4 separate regions of the Mus musculus genome follow, and regions 2, 3 and 4 are each linked to region 1. The links are chromatin contacts, called in public promoter capture Hi-C maps. All regions are on one chromosome and are shown on one strand. The core of a region is the stretch at or near the end of the contact, and the rest is flanking DNA. Distances in the headings are between cores, read along the strand shown. Region 1 holds the start of Spata6 (spermatogenesis associated 6). Region 2 holds the start of Mob3c (MOB kinase activator 3C). Region 3 holds the start of Stil (Scl/Tal1 interrupting locus). Region 4 holds the start of Foxd2 (forkhead box D2).

Region 1 (3,264 bases), core at 563-3,062:
CACCTTCTATGTCCTGCCTAAGCCATAGGTCATAGGTTTTTAAATTGAGTCGATGCATCCATACAATACACAAGATATTCTCTCTACATGCACATGAGAAATTAGAGATCAAGCACAAAGGAAGAAGTATATTTGCAACACAGAGCCCAGACAAAATGATTATCCGAACACATAAAATTAAAAGGAAAACAAAGAGAGAAACAATCGAATCAAAATGGTTATTGTAGCTATGAGGCTGTTTCCAGAGAGTGGATTGCTAATGAAACCCTGCAAAGGCACTCAAGCTCAGCAGTAGTCAGAGATGCAAGACTAAAGCATGACGATGAACAGAAATACAGAGACTAAAAGTGCAAACATCCATGGTGCAAAAAGTGGAAAAAAAAGCAGTCATATTTTTCTTGATGAAGCAGGAATTGGTGCAGCTTTGGAAGATGTTGCGTATTACTCTAAAGACCCCACATGTGCAAAGCCTGCACAGGCTTTCCAACTCAATACATACACATATATTAACAGACATATTCTAAAGGTTTAAAAATTATTTATCTCTGTGTTTCCATGTATACATACACATAAGTCTATCAGGATACCAGAAGTCACACCAAATCCCCTGTAGCTGGAGTTACAGGTAGCTGTAAGCTGCCCAACGTGGGTACTGGAAATTGAACTCTAGTCCTCTGGAACAGCGTGCTTTCAATTGCTGAACTACCTCTCAGTTGCTAACATATTTCAGAACCTTCATAACAGTATTGTTAATGAAAGCTAAAATATGAACGATACAAGTGCTCATCAAAAGTACATAGGATAAAGAATGTACACATAAGTCGTTGTATATTTCTGTATCATAAGGAGATAAACAAATCACAGAATATATAAGTATTAAATCTATTTAACATAAAAAAGACAAATTGAGCAGAATGTAGTTTGGAAATGCATAGAAGACTTACAGTAATGGAGGTCATTGCAGGGTTTACTATCAGGGAAAAGTTGGTAAGGCAATGCTCAAGGCATTTTCTTTTTCTTTTTCTTTTCTTTTCTTTTTTTTTTTTTTTTTTTTTTTTTTGGCTCAGTAACATCCTGTTTCTCAACTGGGTGATAAAATCACAGGTACTTTCCTCTCCATTGTTAGAATGTGCTCTAAAGTTAATGTATTAAAATTAACTTTAACATGGACTTTAACTCGACAGTTTGTTAGGTTCTTTTTATCTTTGAAGGTCTATGGCTAGGCTCCTCTATTCTGTGAGTCTGTTATTGAGAGTTCAGCCTGGGCAACAGGCATTGAGATTTGCGTAGTGGTGAACTAGACAGGAAATCCTGAAAGGAAATAGGGGCACACTGACAGAGAATCACAAAACAAGTGACTAATAAGAGGACCATAATAGTGATTCCAGAAGGCGTCTGGGATTTTACTTGAGAGATCCTGGGTTCCAGCCCTGTTTTGCCTTTGTCTTGGGCGATATTTTCCTATTTCTTATATTGGTTTTGTAAATTGTATCATAAAATACAAACTCAAGGAAGATTACTAATTATAGGATAGTTAGGAAAACTGAAACTACAGGTGTCAGCCTGTAGTTTCAGTTTTCCTAACTGAATTTGCTCATGAAACCCAGGGTTCTCAGTTCTGGGTTGAGGCCCACAGCACAGCTAGCTGTTCCCTTTCCTATGATTTGCACTCATAACTTTACGTCACAGAAGAGCCGCTCAGCCCCACCCACTGAAGCCCCTCCCACCACAATCCGGGCCCCGCCCACTGCCTCTTGCTCCGTAGTGTCCGGCCTTGGCGTGGCTCTTCCGGCCCCGCCCCTCCAGGCTGCCATGACAACGAGTCCGCGCCCCGCGCTCAGCTGCTGTTCGGGCGGGACCCAGGCTGGACCGCGGGCCCCGGCCTGGGGGCCACAGCTGCCACCTCCGCCGCCACCTCATCTCCTCCCTGTCCCTCGTCCCGCCCCGCGTCTTCCCGCCGTAGTCGGGCCGGAGGCCGGGGTCCCTCCCCGCCGCCCTACCCTGCGCGGATGCCGAAGGTGAAGGCGCTGCAATGCGCCCTGGCGCTGGAGATCCGCTCTGTGAGTACCGGCCCTGTCCCGCCTCAGCCTCCAAGTCCGCTGCCCGCCCCCGGCCCTGGGGGACTCCTGGAAATCTCCAGTGCTTTCCCACTCCAGCCTCTCGGGGGCCTCACCCCAACTTCCAGTTGGAGTGCTTTTGGATCTCTTCCTCACCACTTCGGAGTTCCGCTCCTGGGGCAGTAGTTCCTTTGAATTCTGCTTTACTCTTTTGGTGAGGAACTCCTGAACCCTTGCTCCAGTCTGGGGTGTGTAGCATTTCCGCTTTCAGATCCTTCCCCTAGCTTCCAGTTAAAGTAGGAACGCCTTTTCAGTCATGGTGGAGTCCCTAACTCCAAAAACAACTTACTTGTGACGTCATTGCACCAAGTTTTCTTAGTTTCTCCTCTCAGAATAAACCCAACTCCTCAGAAGCCACTTCAGCTCTTCCCTCCAGTACCCAAACACTCCAGACTTTGCATCCTTCCAATCCTCCCAAGAAAGACCTGGTCAGCTTTTCGGACAACTACTGCTTGGAGCTTGTAACTCCACTCATCTACTCTCAATTCAGGGGACTCTGTCCAGCCTCCTTCAGTAAATCTAGTTGAGGTGGGGAGCCCCTCCTGCCATCCAGTGAGGGGCTGAGGTCTTTCCGGGTGTTGAGAAGCCCCAACTCCCTTTGATAACTGCAGTCTCCTTCAGAGATTTTTGAAGTCCTTCAGTGTCATTCCCAAGAGACCCCCTTTCTCCCCTTAGAGGAGAGGCATTCTAGGAGAACCTCTTCAATTTCTTATTCTGCTGCTTTTCACGCCTTTATCCTTGAAATGCCCTCATTAAGACTCAGCCTACTTGTTGGTATCACTGCATAAGTAGGGATAACAGTACATATTCCCTGTCATTTTCTGGGCCTGCCCCAAGGGGCTCTCTGGCATTACCACCCCCACCCCTGTTGGCCTCCAAACTAAGCTTTTCTCTGCACTTACCCCACGCTTGCTGCACTCACTTCTTTCTGGCCTTCATTTCCTCTCCTTGTGGCTGCAGCAGCCCTGAACTTAAACCAGCATAGAAGTCACAAAATTCTTTCAAGTCTTTTGTTCAGTCTTAAGGAGAAGCTTGGGTGGGGGCAGGGAGCTGCAGGGGCGGAGAGCTAGCAAGTTTCTGGGACTTATGTTTAAGAGGCAGGAATTTTTATTCAGAAACTATACTGTCCCTAGTCCTTAGTGCTTGC
Region 2 (3,264 bases), core at 244-2,743, 4.1 Mb after region 1:
ATGGAGCAGTTGTGTCTCAGTATAAAGCCTCAGGCTCCAATGTCTCCGCAGTCACTCCTTCTCGCTTTCATGTCCTCCGGGATGTCTTCGGCAGCCCAGCTGCCTGCCTTGGCCTTCTGTGGTACTTACTTTTTATGCTGTAACAAAATACTAAGGAAAAGCTTTTTGTTTTGGCTCACAGTTTGAGAGTGCAGTCCACCATGGTAGGGAAAGTATGTCAAGACAGGCTCTAAGCTGTGACAGCAAGAGTCTGGAACAGTGGTGAAGAAATGGAGGTGGATGGACACCTGTGCTCTATTGGCTCCCCCACCCTCACCCACCTTTCTGTTAGTTTAGTTCAGGATGGCAGGAGACACATTCAAGGAGAGCCAGTCCTCCTCAGTTAAACAACCCCTTGGGAATACACACTCCCAGAGAGGCGACTCCTTGGTAGTTCCGAAGCTAGTGAAGCTAACAATGAAGGTTAACCATAGCACTCACCTAGTAGAACTCTGTCTTCAACCTCCTCACCCTAGGCAGATCCTGCAGACAGGTTCCTGGGGCCAAGCCATGGTATGCATTGAGCACTGATGTGGGATAGCAGCCTGTTTCCAGGGGAGGAATCTAGGTAGAAGAGTGGGTAGTGTAGATCAAGTATGCAAAGGTTTGGAGCCAGATGGAACAGGCTGGGAGAGAAGCCATTCTAAAGAACAACAGAGACAAAGGAAGATAGGAAATGGGTAACTTTGGATGGTGTGAGAGTCTACAGAACCAGAACCAGGTGCAAGGAAGGCGAGGTCTTCTTTGAACATTCTTTGGGAATGTTTCTGTCTGGACTGACCCAGTCCACGGCTCCCATACGTGTGCTATTCATTTAAGTGTTTGGTTGTTTTGGTTTGGTTTGGTTTGGTTTTGGTTTTGGTGTTTTGTTTTGTTTTGTTTTGTTTTGTTTTGTTTTGTTTTGTTTTTAAGAGAGAGAGAGACCATCTTACCACCTAGCCCTGGCTAGCCTGGCTGGCTAGCAGCCTGGAACTCAAAGATTTGCCTGCCTCTACCTCGCTAGTGTTGAAATTAAAGACATGCGCCATCCACCAGCAGCAGCCTCCAGTGGTGGGTTTTGAGTTGCTCTGTATGGCAGTGGACTGAAGCTGAACACATTGGCTGCTAGGAACTTTTATTGAATTCAAAGACAAGTGAAGCTCAGATAACTGCAGGAGGGCTAGGAAACCATTCAAACCACAGCGGTTTTTCTTTCTGCTTCAGGCGGAAGCTAAACTTGTTCCCATTCTACAGCCTATGAATCTGAGGCTATCTCCTTAGGGAAGATCCAGGCGGTCCTTTGGGGCGGCTCCTCAGTTAGTCCTTTGCCCTCGGGGAGACAGCGAGCCCGATCGGACTTCCCACTTCCCGGAAAGGCTAAAGAGAAGAGTAAGTATCCTGGGACGGGGGAGTCCCTTTCCCCGCCCCTCCCCGCCCCGTGGCCGCGGCGTGGCTGAGCCTGGGGCGGAGCTGGCGTCTCCTCGAGCACTGGCGGCGGGACGGCGGCCGCGGCCCAGATCAGACTGGTGGGTAGACGCTGAGACCCGCACGGCGGGATCACAGGCCGGAGGACGACCGGCGCGTTGCGGTGTGGCCGCAGGGACAGAGACCCGGAGCTGTCCACTCAGGCGGAGCGGGTGAGTGAGCGCCGCGTCTCCGCGCCCCCCAGGGCCCAGTCTTGCTTCCACTTTTAGTTCTTCTTGGTCCTCGCGTGGCACCTTCTGGAAGCGACTCCGGCCCAAAAGCAGGCTGGCCACAGTCCTCAGCCCAGGGTCCGAGGCTCTCAGTGTCCGAAGTCCGGGGTGGGGGTGGCGGTAGCTGGCGGTGGTGGGGGGCGTGTCTTCAGGAGCGGAAATGTCAGGCTGGCTCCTCTGGGTCCTAGGACCTGTTTGGCCCTAACAGCTGAAGCTAAGGGGAGGTTCTTAGGAGCTCGCGGGAGGTAGGGGCGGGTCTGGCTGGACAGCGCTGCGTCTGTCGCTCCCTCTTTCTCTGAGAATCTCAAACTTAGATCTTGTCCCGCAGGGCGTGCTAGGCTAGATTCTGAGTTCAAACTGGGACCATCTTCTGGCTGATTCTAAGCCAGACTAAGGAAGGAGCAGGTGTGTCCCTGGCAGGGGACGAGGTAAGACAAACAGGCAGTGTCAGTCAGCCTGTGCTCTTCATCTAGGAAGATTAAATGCTTGGTCACGGAGTAAGCAAACCACTGACCACCTACCTAGTAATTAAAGTGGGGGGTCCACAGGGAAGAGGAAGAGAGGCTCCGTGTGAGGCTGGGAGAGGATAGTGCTAACAGACGGGATGCCCTCTTAGCTTACCTTCCGTACTCACCTCCAAGTTTACTCTTTCTAGGAAAAGTCCTGGGGCCTAAAGTTCTATACTAAGGAGGTGGGGCCTCTCTACTCCCTTCCTTCACAATTATCTATATCAGGCCAGTGGCCAGACAGCAGGAAAGGGACACTTTGTACCTTGTCATAGGCTGAGTCCCTTTTTATACCAGTCCCCTACTTCTAACTTGCTGTGCAAATTCAGGCTCCTCAAATCCTCCTCCTAGGCCTCAGTTTCGCCATCTGTTCATGTGGGACGTACCACTTGACCTCTCAGCTATCCCAACGTGTGTGTGTATGTGTGTGTGTGTGTGTGTGTGTGTGTGTGTGTGTGTGGTGCTGTGGGTATATGAAGATGGGCATGCAGAGATGGAGGCCCAGAGCTGATATCAGTTCTTTCCCCCTCACTTTTCATTTATTGAGAGGCAAGATTTACTTTCAAAACTTAATTACATTTATTTATGTGTGTCCACACACTTGCTCATGCATGCACGTATGAGCTCGGGAACACACACATTTATGTGCGCATTACAGTGCACATGTGGAGGTCAGAGACAGTTTGTGGGAGTGCTCTCCTTCCACCATGTTGGTCCCAAGAATCAAACTCAGGCAAGTTTACCCACTGAGACATCTCCCCAGCCAACTCTAAGACTCTAGAGTCTAAGCTAAAGCCTAGCCACCAACTTAAGTCCTGACGGAGAGGGGTAGGAACAAGCAGTCAGAGAAGCCACACACAAGGTTGGGATCTGGAGGAAGCTGCCAAAGAAGGGATCATTCGGTCAGATAGAAAGAGAAAACAGAAACTGACCAGCAAAAGACACACAGGCAGGACAGTGAGGACATGTTTAGGGATCAAGAAGAATCCCAGGGTGGCTGCTGGAGGCCGGTGGGTCAGGAAAGGTAGGCTGTGGAATTGAAAGGC
Region 3 (3,264 bases), core at 301-2,800, 3.3 Mb after region 1:
TCCGATGTTTCCTCTTGTTTTTCCTGATTTTTTTTTTTTTTTCTAAGACAGGGATCTCCAAGACAGCCTTGGCTGTCCTGGAACTAGCTCTGTAGACCACGGTGGCCTTGAACTCACAGTGGTGGGATTAACGGTGTGCACTACCACAAGCACTGGGTTTCATAACCTTTTAAGATTTATTTATGGGCTATGCATGTGTGGCAGCCAGGGATGGGTGTGCCCAAGGAGGCCAGAAGACAACTGTGATCTATCTAACCAGGATGCCGGCAACCAAGATGATCTGCAAGATCAGCAAGTGCTCTTAACCACTGAGCTATCTCTACAGCCCCAGATTTTACCTGTTAAAAGTATTTACTTAGTGTGTGGTGCTAGTCACTCAACCCAGGACCCTGCACATGCTGGGGTCCTACACTACTACTTAGCTGCATACTAGCCTCCCAGAACAGTCTCAGATATACAGAAAATAAATGAAGCACACCTCCCACGCACTTTCCTCTTTTTTTTTTTAACATCTTATATAAGTATGTACATTTGTTTCTATTAACCCAACATTGATACATTATTAATTTAAAGTCTTTTATGTATTTAGATTTTTACCTGCCTTTTAAAAAATACACAAAGTTTAATGTAACATGAACTAATCCTAAGAACACGTTTGCTACCTTCCCCTAACACTATAGACGTGCTTCCTTTTTAATTTAAGTCTTTTCTTGTTTTGTTTTAATTACAACGAATGCCTGATCATCTCAAAGATCTCCAACATGGACCTCTGGCAGCACGCACACATAAATCACACACCACAACTGTCCCCAATATCAGCACTGGAAATAAGTATAAATAGCCACCAGTATTTTCTGTTCAACGAGAAGGAATTTCCCAAAATTGGTAAGATCGATCATATTTTAGAAACAACTTAAAGCAAATTTAACCTCCTCTATCTCTGATCATCTAAGGGCTTGAAAACTTTTTTTCTCCTGAGACAGGGTCTCATGCAGACCAAGTTGGTCTTTGATTTGCTTCGTAGCTTAGAAGACCTCTCTGCCTCCACCCACCTCTTCAAAGCTGGGACTAAGGCGGCGCACCACCACACTCGACTCTAGTCTTTTGAGACAGGGTCTCTAAATAATTCCAGCTTGTCTCTAACTCGTGGCGAGCCTCCTGTCTCAGCACCTGCCTCGGAAGAGCGCAGGAATTACAGGGGAGAACCAAGCTTGGCTAAGTGGATCCCAGCAGTCAGACCACAATCTGTGCAGGAAGCACTTCCAGCAAACCAGCCGGGATTTCTTTTTTTAACTGCGCATGCGTTTGGCCAATGCCAGCCAAACCGGAACTTAACCGTTGACCAAATGAAGGTTTAAATCCTCTGAGTAGTGACACAGAGCTGCGATGGCGCCCTCGGTTCTTTAAAGAACCTTGGGATAGGGCGAGCGCTAATCCCAGGCTGGGCTCCGATTGGTCGTCACAGCAGTCTGCAGTTGAGACGTTGCGTGACGACCGTGGTACCGCCCCTGCAGCGGGACTGGCCGGGCTTCTGGCCAATCAGCAGGCGCGGCGCGCCCTTTGGTTCCCTCCAGCGAGCGCTTGCCGCCTCGGTTCCCGCGACCCCAACGTCCCAGAGGCGGGGCCGCAGTCATCTGAGACGCTACCTGGATCCTGACTCTGCGTGCCCAACAAACGGGCCCAACAACCAAACCCTAGCTTGGCGGCGGCCGTGACAACAGCGACGGTGGATCTTTGAGCTCCTGATTCCCCGAGGCGCCCTACGGGCCCGGGAAGCACGGTGAGTAACAAGCGGCCTGTAAGGTCGGAGTTAGCGCGGTGGAACCGATGACCACAGGGCCGCCAGGGGAGAAAGAAGGCGGACCTCACTGCTAAAAAATGGGAAAGAAGTTTACATTGTGACGTGCCTCAGATTGACTTCACTGTAGAAATTTCTTGGAGACTGAAACCCTGATCCTTGCTTTTTTGCATTCTTTCTATCTGACCCAGACTGTGTAAGGAATCTATTACGTGTTTATAGTCCGTGGTCTACAGGAAGTAGACCTATGTCAAAAGTGAGGCGTGGACGTACAGTGTCTGAACACAAAGACAGTGATGTCACCCTGAGAGATTGCACATTCGTGTTGGGGGTTGGATGATAGGATTTAGTAGGAAATTCCAAAGGAAGGGGAGGACAGCCTGTGTAGTCCTATCGACTGCTGATAGTCGAGTTAGGACTGGAGGATGAGTGACCGGGGTTATGGTTGCAGTAATTGGGTAGGACCTTAATATGAAGGGTTTTTATTTTATATATGAAGAAAAGCTATTGACTTTCTAGTCAGGGGAAAAACTTGTACATAAACCCATTTGTGTCTGCACTGGAGGGACTTGTCAGTAAATCTGGCTGGGCTGAGGAGGACAGCTAAGGTGGGAGGCCAGAAAGAACTTTCTATGGGTAAGAGGGAGAAGAGGTGAGGGTGACTTGATGGTCCTCATTTGCTGCACAATGAAGACATTCCCTGAGCAGACTATTTTTGTTAGGTACAGGTTTGTACAGCTTTGGCTCCATTAGCTTTATAAGTAATACTATCAAGATGAGCTAGTTATCAAATCTCATTTGGTGGCTTTCAGATGAGAAAGACCTAATGCATGAAAGGAGAGACAGGCACTTAAGTCATTCCTGTTGGTGAGGAAAACTTATACTTTGTGGGGGTAGAGTTATCAGTGTGATTACTGATACCATGGCAGTCAACTGCTAAAGAAAGGCTTCTTTTAAAACAAGCAAACAAACAAACAAGAAAAACAAGCCTGTATTTCAAGAAGTTTCATATCTCTGGGATAAGTTTTAATTGATCCTTAAAGGTTATATCCAGTAGAACTTTGCTCTCCCAATATTTTTAGCCTTAGACTATATAGAAAAGGTCTCTTCTAAATGACTTACACCTTTGTTAGTAATCCTCTATCTTGAGTCAGATGATTCATTTTTTAAATTTTTCATTAGTGTTTAAAATGTATTTATTGTGTGTTCATGTGTGTGCATGTGCACATGTATGCTGCAGTGTGCATGTGGAGGTCTGAGGATGACTTTCAGGAGTCGGCTCCTTCTGCCAGTAGGTCCTCGGAATCGATCAAACTCAGGCTGTTAGTTTTGACAGCAAGCACTTTTAGCCTCTGAGCCATCTTACGTAAGGCCCTAAGATTGTTATCTATTGTTAGCATTGCTGTTGTGCTATGTATGTGATATGTGCATGTGAGAGCAGAAGTCTGTCCCACTGTGTGCATGTG
Region 4 (3,264 bases), core at 448-2,947, 3.2 Mb after region 1:
TGCAGCTTGAAGTGCCCGATAACGCGCGACGGCCTAGGTCTGGAGACTCTTCATAAATAGACTCCCTGAATTCCGCTGGGACCGGCCGAGCTCCCCAGAGAGGTTAAGGAGTGAGGGCCTAACTGGCCCGAGCCCGGTGCGGTCAAAAGTGGCAGCCACTGAGGCCCGCGACTTTGCTGGCAAACGAGGGCCCTGAAGACAGGAGTGAGTCCCCTGGGTGCGAGAGGCGGATGTGGCCAGCCACCGGAGTCAGGGCCGGGGCAGTCAGCATGGCCAAGACTTGGGCTTGACCCCCAGGACCTGCGGCTGCGGCGAATGGCGATCCCGGAGAACCGTCGCCGCTGCCCGGGGGTGCGGCCCCGCCACCACCGTGGCCCATGATGTGGTCTATAGAAAAGGAAGGCCTCTGGCCTGTCCCCGCGCCCCCGCCACCCGCACCACCGCCGGCGTCCGTCTTGAGGCCCTGACGCAGGAGTGCAGTGGACAGGCTAGCCGCTGTGCCAGCTGCGGGGGGACTCAAGGACGCGGGGTAGAAAGCCTTGGCGCAACCCAGCTCTGCGCCTAGGAAGGCAGGCAGCCCTGCGGGGCTCGGGCCAGATCCCGGGGCAGGCGCAGGGGCCGGCGCCGAGGCCGCGCTTGCGAAGACCGAGGCCGTCGGAGGTCCGGGAGGAGGCGCCGCGGCGCGGCCCGGGGGAACTGACAGCTGGCAAGGCGCGGTGGCGGCGAAGGCGAAGGCGTGCGGGTGCGGATGCGGGTGTGGGGCCGGGCCCGGTGGAGGTGCACCGTAGGCCGGGAGCGCCAGCCCGTAGCCGTAGCCGTAAGCGCCGTAAGCGGCGAAGCTCGAGAGGAAGGCGCCAGGGTCCCCGGCCGCGGCAGCCCCGCCACGCAACAGCAGCTCCGGGTGAGGATGCGGGTGTGGATGCGGTGGCGGCAGAGGCTGCCGCTTGAAGCGCTTGCGGCGCCGCAGGAAACTGCCGTTGTCGAACATGTCGGCCGACTCCGGGTCGAGCGTCCAGTAGTTGCCCTTGCCCGGGTTGCCCGGCTCGCGGGGGATCTTAACGAAGCAGTCGTTGAGGGAGAGGTTGTGGCGGATGCTATTCTGCCAGGCAGGGAACTTCTCCCGGTAGTAGGGGAAGCGGCCGCTGATGAACTCGCAGATCTCGCTCAGCGTCAGGCGCTTCTTGGGGCTCTGCAGGATGGCCATGGTGATGAGGGCGATGTACGAATAAGGTGGTTTCACCAGAGGGCTCCGTGTCGCCGCGCCCCCCGACGGCGGCCCGGGTCCCGGCCCCGGCCCCGTTGCGCCTCGGGCTGCCTGCACGCCGGGCCCCGGGCTTCCCGCTGCGGCCGCCGCCCCCCGGGGCGCTAGAGCGCGGGGCTCGCAGTCAGAGCAACCTCCCGACTCTTCCTCGTCCTCAGCCACGTCCGCCTCGGCTTCCTCCGGGGGAGGCTCGTGGCCGTGAGGGAGCACGTCCCGAGGGGCGCGGGGCCCGGAGCGGGCTGTGAGCTCCCCCCCACCGCTGCCGCCGCCCACCACGTCTATGTCTGCGTCGGGCTCAGACAGCGCGGCCGGGGAGCTCTCGGAGGACATGATCTCGCAGCAGCAGCTGCCCAGGGTCATGGTGCCGCCGCCGCCGCCGCCGCCTCCTCCGCCGCCTCCTCCGCCGCCGCTCTCCGGCTCCGCTCGGCCCGCGGCTCCGGCTCCGCCGTGCTGCCTCTCCGACCAGTGTGTTTTGCGCGCGGGCGGGGAGGGGGCGGAGGACAGGGAGGGGATGTCCCCTAGCTCCTCAGCGCCCCCTGGTGTTGAAACTCTAGGACTTTCACCCTGCAGGGCGCACCCAACCGGTGCTGCCCCGGGACTAGAAAACCAGGCACTGGAGAAGAGCAGTAAAGCAGCCCGTTACTCGGTCGAATCTGGGCTTCTGGGCCCCTAGACACATAAGTGGGGCTTCAGGAGATTAGTCCCTCCCGCCTGGTGGCAGCCTAAGGCGGAAGAACTGTGGGCCCGGGGCGGAGCTCTCTGGGCAGGGTGGGGCGGGGAAGGAAGGGGGCGGGCAGAGGTCCTCTGCTCCCGGGCCCGGCGGGAACAAACTGCCGCGGTGGCGGGAGCTAGGCTCGCTTGGCTGGAGGCGGGTCATCCTTCTCCTCGCAGCTCCCGCAACCCCGTGGCTCCCTGGAGCCACCACCACCTTCAGTGCGCTCAGTTACTGGAAGTCAAAGCTTATGCCGGCGCAGCTGCATCTGGTGGTGGCAGTGGCTACAAACCTCCTCTCCTCATCTCCCCAAGGCGGCGCCCGGGCCACCCGGGCCGAAGCGCGGATGGATCGCCAGTGAGCCGAGATGGCCAGACCGACGCCGCGGACAAGGACCTACTGGAGGCTAAGGGAGTTCTGGAGGACAAGTGAAGAGAGTGATCCAGAGGAACAAACTCGGGCGCCGGAAGATCCTACTCAGATAGGTGAGAAATGTCTGCGGTGGTCCTCTCTTTCCCCTCCAAGGCCCTGGCCCTGCCACTGTCCCCAGGAAGACCGTCTGCTCTCACTCCTCTTAGTGATTCGTCTCCGCATTCGCCGCATTCTCCGCACACCCACAGGTCCTTAGCTTGGGTTTGCAGGATTGATTTTTTTTTTTTTTTTTTTTTTTTTGTCTCAGCATCTCAATCTTTATAATTGTCTCTCTTGACCCCCGTGCATATCCTGCGGAAACTGAGTTTTCCTGGATGTTTGTTCCTAAGTCTAACAATCCCGCTCTTAATTTCCGGATTTAGAGACTCTTACAACAGAACTCTCACGGAGATGTCCCCCCGAAGAAACTTAACCTCATCCCTGGGCCAGTGTTGCCCTTTTATCTGGGGACTTTCTCCACAGAAGGTTGGTCCAGTATGCTTTTTCTGCTAGCCAGATTCTTTTGCCCATCTTTATCCCTCTTCCCTACTCTTCCTCTAGGACCCAGAAACAAGTTGCTCAGGTTTATACTGAGCCCATTTCAACCTCTTGGGGCTGGAAGGGATTGGGAGAAGGTAAGAACTGGACAGAGGCTGGCTGTTGCCTCAACAGCGCCTCACAGTGGCCAAGGCTCCAGCATAGGGGGCCTCAATACCTGCTGTGCACTCCCAGCGCTCTGTGACCCTCCTTAGGTAACTTCCTTTCAGGGCCCTACTTTCCTGGTGTGCACCGCAGGATTAAGAGCAGGACCGGGGGACTTAAACTGCTGGGATCCCAATTTTGGTTTCACCAGTTTCCAGCTGTCTCACCTGGCTAATTT

The links. Promoter capture Hi-C pulls out the DNA fragments that hold promoters and counts their contacts.
Region 2: a contact with region 1 is called in a promoter capture Hi-C map of pre-B cells. The contact joins the promoter of Mob3c here to the promoter of Spata6 in region 1. A contact is called at or near these places in 2 of 39 promoter capture datasets (cranial neural crest and pre-B cells).
Region 3: a contact with region 1 is called in a promoter capture Hi-C map of pre-B cells. The contact joins the promoter of Stil here to the promoter of Spata6 in region 1. A contact is called at or near these places in 5 of 39 promoter capture datasets (the C10 cell line, cranial neural crest, maxillary cranial neural crest and 2 more) and 2 of 484 Hi-C or Micro-C datasets (B cells and LSK cells).
Region 4: a promoter capture Hi-C map of pre-B cells shows a contact between it and region 1. The contact joins the promoter of Foxd2 here to the promoter of Spata6 in region 1. A contact is called at or near these places in 4 of 39 promoter capture datasets (cranial neural crest, maxillary cranial neural crest, pre-B cells and 1 more).

The regions. Positions count from the first base shown.
Region 1 is chr4:111,718,198-111,721,461 of GRCm38.p6, forward strand. Spata6 (spermatogenesis associated 6) reads left to right here and starts at 1,813. Exons shown (of 13, transcript NM_026470.3): 1 at 1,813-2,060. The coding sequence starts at 2,010. Gm33192 (a long non-coding RNA gene) reads right to left here and starts at 3,152. Exons shown (of 2, transcript XR_376552.3): 1 at 3,020-3,152.
Region 2 is chr4:115,826,587-115,829,850 of GRCm38.p6, forward strand. It overlaps Mob3c (MOB kinase activator 3C), which reads left to right and starts at 1,494. Exons shown (of 4, transcript NM_175308.5): 1 at 1,494-1,655.
Region 3 is chr4:114,998,568-115,001,831 of GRCm38.p6, forward strand. It overlaps Stil (Scl/Tal1 interrupting locus), which reads left to right and starts at 1,551. Exons shown (of 17, transcript NM_009185.3): 1 at 1,551-1,780.
Region 4 is chr4:114,907,201-114,910,464 of GRCm38.p6, forward strand. Foxd2 (forkhead box D2) reads right to left here and starts at 1,698. Exons shown (of 1, transcript NM_008593.3): 1 at 1-1,698. The coding sequence starts at 1,621. The coding sequence ends at 143. Foxd2os (forkhead box D2, opposite strand) reads left to right here and starts at 2,057. Exons shown (of 4, transcript NR_030721.2): 1 at 2,057-2,458.